Regions from separate parts of the Pan troglodytes genome. Here region 2 is linked to region 1. A link is a contact called in public capture Hi-C data. All regions are on one chromosome and are shown on one strand. Each heading gives the region's core, a stretch centred on a gene start, on an enhancer-like site or on the middle of the called end of the contact. The rest is flanking DNA. Distances are from core to core; before and after follow the strand shown.

Region 1 (2,700 bases), core at 81-2,580:
ACTTATCCCATATCCTAGATGAGACCATTTGAACCCAGAGGTCCATGCCTGGCACATGGTCAGAACTAAATATATGTTAATGCCCTTCTGGTCTCTTCTTTTCCTAAAGACTAGATGATTCTGTGACTAGAACCCTTGAGAACACTCAAAGTCAGAGGATATAAATAAGCATATAGTAATGTGTGTCTACATTACTAAAAAACAACTGAAAATCTAATCTCACCCAAACTGAAACCAGTTTGGCTAAAACAAGTAAGAAATATCTTGAAGGGGCAGCACTCCCTGCTAGTTGTTCCAATGTAAGTTCTTGATTGTCAGTTAAGAAATAAAAAATTTTAAGCTGGGTATGGTGCTCATACCTGTAATCCCAGTGCTTTGGGAGGCTGAGGTTGGAGGATGCTTGAGGTCAGCCTGGGCAACATAGCAAGACCCCATCTCTTAAAAAAATTTATTTTTAAGTCAGCCAGGTGTGATGGTGCATGCCAGCTACTCAGAGGTCAAGGCAGAGGGTCACTTCAGCCCAGAAATTTGAGGCTACAGTGAGCTATGATCATGCCACTGTACTCTAGCTCTAGTAGAGCAAGACTCTGTCCCCCCAAGAATTTTTATTTAAAGACAAACTGAAGTTTAGTAATAGCCTATGGTTTGAGTGCATGATATCTTCCAGTAAGTGGCGGTGTGGGGTTTAGCATCCTTCTTTTCTGTGATATTTAAACTAATTTATTCTTTGTATTTAATAAATGTTGAGTAACTACTTTGTCCAGAAAGTTTTTTATAGATATGGAAGAAAGGGAACCTGCGGTCTGTGAAGGGCAAAAGGCTAAATTGGGCTTCCATTTGTGCTATTTTCATGTATTAATTTAATATTTACTGAGTATAATAATAGTAGTCAATCTTTATTAGCTTTTACTTACTGTGAGCCAAACATTAGTCTAAGCACCTCATCCATATTAACTAATTTAATTTTTATAAAAACCTTAGGAACAAAATGCTACTTTTAGCTGATTGTGCAAATGAGGATCCTGAGCACAGAGTTGAAGGGCCTGCCCAGAGCCACCCAGGCAGCAGGTGGCTGAGATAGCCCTGCCTGCATGGAGTTCAGCACTTACAGAATCCCAGGCTTGTAGAGGTCCAATAAATACTGGTTAGGAGTTCCTAGCATACACGCAAACTGATCAATGATAGCGCCATGCAGTGGAGAATGAACACCATGCCAAGAGGGCCCAGATGAGGGAGCAAGTGTGTCTCCCCAGGGGATGAGGCAGACCTTCCCCAGAGAGGTCACACTTACACAAGGCGTTAGAGGAGAAGCATGGTCCCTGGAAGATGCAGCAGCACACGTGCACAGACACAAGTGTGGGCTGCCTAGGAGCTGGCAAGGGGGTCAAATAGCCTGTGTGCATTGATGGGTGTTGGGGGCTGAGCTGGAGCTGCGGCCCCCGGGGTGTGAAGGGTTCCCCTCCTGGCCTAGGCTAAGGGTTCGGCATTCGTCTTGCAGAGCCAAGGATGAGTTTAGCAGGGAATTAACTCCACCCGACTTTGGTGTGGATGACAAAGTGCAGTGCTGTGGGAAATGAGCTAATGTGGAGGACATCTGGGTTTTTGGACTCCTGGGGAAGTAGATCAGGGAGGCCAGATGTAGGCCTGACTCTGTCCATCAGCTGAGTGGCCTTCGTGAGAGGTGACTTCCTTGGTTGTGACCTGGGGATTAACAAACCAAAACCCCAAGTTTGTTGGGAGGATTGGATGAGGACGGTGCTTGCTCAGCACCTCTTATAAAGGAAACGCTCATCAACATTGGAGCTGGTCCCAGCCATGGACCCTTCCTAGCCCTGCCCCACGCCGCCTGCAGACCGTGGCGCTCAGGCAGTGATGATACCGAGACAGACATCACTGAACACTTAGGCTGAGCCCTTGGCCGGCCAGCACCCCGGGAAGCAGGTCCAATGCAGGTGAAAACATGTTTCCCGTGAGGACTCTGGTCCAGAGAGGCCAGGCCACCTCACCAGGTCACACAGGTGTCATCAGGGGGCTGGGGTTCAAACCCAGTTCTGTTTGGCTGATTCTAAATCCACACTGGCCCTCTCTATGCAAGTACATATCATGCCTCTTGAGAGCCCATCAGTGCAGAAGGGATTCTGACTCTCTTCTCCCTCACATGCCTGCTTGGGACACATGGGCATGGCAGGACAAGAGGACCCCATCTAGAGCCGAAACTGCAGCCTCTGGGTGCACTCTTGTTGGTAAGTGTTCTGGGCATGCTGCCTATGGAGCCATGGCCTCCAAGCCTGTAGACGTCACCAGCTGGAAGAGGCTAGCAGCAAGTCCCCTGGGACGTTCTCAAACCCACAGGCATTCTGCAAAGGGCAAGGGGTCAGTATAGAAGGCAGCATGGCAAGGGCTGAAAACCTGGCTGGGAGCCCCAGGCACTGGTCCCACATGCTCCTGGTCCTCTGGCCAGCCAAGTCCCTGGGTGCCTGCCAGAGTTCTGTAGCACAAATACCAGGGAGCTGGGGCCTGTGCCCTCAAAGGCAGCAGTAAGTTATCAGAGAAAAATATACATACATACATAATACACATATATACACGTACATATACGTACACATATACACACACACATAAATATATGTTAATAATGCAAAGTTGGATCTTAGCCCTCAAAACAGAAAAGGCCTCTATTTGAAATTGCCCAGCTGAAAC
Region 2 (2,700 bases), core at 151-2,650, 140 kb after region 1:
CTCATGAGTTCGCATGTGTAGACATCAACTCAAATCAAAGCAGTTTGTCCTCTATTTCACTTGTCAAAATAACCAATAAAGCACAGGTGATGTTCCCCTCAGATTTCTGAAAATACTTTAAGCTAAAAATACAAAAGACGGGTTAGCCCTCTGCCCCCAACTCCCAGTGCATACCCAGTTTGGGTTCTCAAGGATGAGGAGGGCTTGGACATTTCAGCAACCTGCCCCCGAGTCCCCCTGAGAGGCAGTGCCTACCCCAGGGGACCCACAATACCCAGAGGTGCTGGGCTCAGGTGAGAACGAATTCCGCAGAAACAAGGGTGTTTAGTCCAGCTTTGAGAGCACTCTATGTTCCTCTCACCTTCATTCCTTTTGTTTTGAGACGGAGTCTCCTTCTGTCACCCAGGCTGTGCAACCTCCACCTCCCAGGTTCAAGCGATTCTCCTGCCTCAGCTTCCCAAGTAGCTGGGACTAAAGGCATGCACCACCACGCCCAGCTAATGTTTGTATTTTTAGTGGAGATAGGGTTTCGCCATGTTGGCCAGGCTTGTCTTGAACTCCTGACCTCAGGCGATCTGCCCGCCTCTGCCTCTTAAAGAGCTGGGATTACAGGCGTGAGCCACTGTGCCCGACCTCTCCTTCATTCTTTATCGTCTTGCGTCAGCAATAATCCTATTCCCAGATGTTCCAGGAAGCAAACTTCCAACAGGGATAGCACAAGAGGTCACCCCTCACAAAGGTCATAGTCATGACTGTCTTCAAAGTGTCTCAGCGTTCACATTTTTAAAATTCCTTGAACTAAAACAAAATGCGCAAAGAGATCACTAAATCAAATAACTTTAGTTTGGTTCCAGGTTCCGGGAAAACACACATACATGCACATGTGCACGTGCATGCGCATGTGCACACACACACACAGATACTTCAGCAAAAGAGAACTGTTTGTTCTAGTTTTGGTTCCGAGTTAGCTGGTGTTTTAGGACTTTCTAATCAAGGCCAAGATCCATGTCTTCACGTCCTACATTCAGCATAACTCCAGCTTCGACTTCGGTTTCAGTAACAGAGACATCGTGGGCAGGCTCTTCTTCAGGGCCATCGCGTGAACAGCCCTCCTGCGCCCTGTTCAGGGTACCTACCAACTGGAAGCCTGCCCAGGAAACCGTGCAGAGCCTAATATTCTGTTTCTGCCTCATGTATAAATGGATGATGATTTGGGGTCAGAGCTGGGAACACAAAGACAGCAATAGAAACATATCCTTTCTAAGATAAAGCTGGGCATAAAGAGATTGTTATTTTAATTTTGTATTGGCACTTTAAAAAGGCCGTATGTCATTTTTAAAAGGCAAATGTGGAGGGTTCTCTTATTCCTCAGGCAAGATGAAGCCAAGTGTGGAGTCGAGTTTTCTGCGGGGCTCCTTTCTCTCCCTCATCTTTTACTCAAAAGCACACGTCTGTCTTCTCAGGGCCTCTCCCATGTGTGCTCAGTTTTTGTCTCACTTCTCCCACCCTCACCCCCCTCCACTCCCACATCCTTACCCGTCCCCCAGTCTGAGCACTTCACTCTCCTGGTGAAAAGCAGCTGTCCACTGCCTTCAGGATCAACGGAATCTCTACACAGACATAAAAGGCAAAAAGGCAGCCATATGTTCCAGTCCAGCCAGGCCGGGGGGCCCTCCCCCCTCGCCCCGGCCTGTGGTCCCTCCAATCTGACATGCCCCCCGTCCCCAGATCTTCTGTGTCTGTGCTCTTTCTCTGCCTGAAATTCCCTTCCTCCCCCAGCTCACGGCCACCCACAGAGGTAGCACCCACACACACAGCCTCTCCTGACCGTCTCCCACCAAACAGTCCTTGGGCCTCCTGTGAACATCCCGACACCCAGAGCCTCTCTGCCATGCCGGTGACCAGAGTGATCTGAGTTGGGCAGGGCTCCCTCAGCCAAGGACGTCCTGCAGTCTGTTTCTCTGTCGCCGGATGTGGTGTGAGACGAATTGATAGGTGTTCATGTTTTCTGTTTCTCTTTCTTGCAGGCAATACATAAGGGAAATCCCTTTGTTTTTTAGAAGCATCTCTCACACACAGACATGTGCATACATGCACATCTGTCTAACCTGTTGCTCTAAAATGCAGCAAGAGAAAAGCAGCCTAGTCTTAATTGATTTCAGCAGTTAGGTGGTCCTGGGGCATGAATGTGGGTGCGCCAGGGTGCCTCGGCCCAACTTCTTTCCTTGTTTGCCCTGCAGATTCGCAAGGGGCCCCTATGCTGTGGGTCCAAGCCCTCCTGTCCCACCTCTGACTGTCTTGTGTGGTCTGGCCCCACAGGACTTGTCTTACAAGGACCGACACTGGCATGAAGCCTGTTTCCACTGCTCGCAGTGCAGAAACTCACTGGTGGACAAGCCCTTTGCTGCCAAGGAGGACCAGCTGCTCTGTACAGACTGCTATTCCAACGAGTACTCATCCAAGTGCCAGGAATGCAAGAAGACCATCATGCCAGGTCAGGAGACACTCCTTTCTCATGCGTGAGCCAGTCTAGCTACAAGCCTTGTGCACGTTCCTCTGACCCCCTGTTCACATTGACTTGGTTCCAGACGCTCGTGTTGACTTTCCAGTTTGACCTTGAACTACAGAGGAGTATTTAGAGTACTTACGAAGCAGGGACATACAGGTTCTATCATGGGCAGTAACAGGATCTTTTTGCTG

Evidence for each region. Capture Hi-C pulls out chosen DNA fragments and counts their contacts.
Region 2: a capture Hi-C map of stem cell-derived neural stem cells shows a contact between it and region 1, with 6 times the contacts expected there. The contact joins two enhancer-like sites. A contact is called at or near these places in 4 of 7 Hi-C or Micro-C datasets (blood, induced pluripotent stem cells and stem cell-derived neural progenitor cells) and 1 of 1 other capture datasets (stem cell-derived neural stem cells).

Annotation. Positions count from the first base shown.
Region 1 is chr12:17,315,416-17,318,115 of NHGRI_mPanTro3-v2.0_pri, forward strand. No RefSeq gene overlaps it. Among named protein-coding and RNA genes, the nearest start is that of FHL2, 79 kb to the right of the region's middle. Within about 2 kb of position 1,331, at least 1 of the 24 cell types and tissues checked has an H3K27ac peak or open chromatin away from gene starts, as enhancers often do. A contact at or near this core is called in stem cell-derived neural stem cells, where this site is marked.
Region 2 is chr12:17,458,506-17,461,205 of NHGRI_mPanTro3-v2.0_pri, forward strand. It overlaps FHL2 (four and a half LIM domains 2), which reads left to right. Exons shown (of 7, transcript XM_016949218.3): 4 at 2,320-2,494. Among named protein-coding and RNA genes, the nearest start is that of C2AH2orf49, 37 kb to the right of the region's middle. Within about 2 kb of position 1,401, at least 5 of the 24 cell types and tissues checked have an H3K27ac peak or open chromatin away from gene starts, as enhancers often do. A contact at or near this core is called in stem cell-derived neural stem cells, where this site is marked.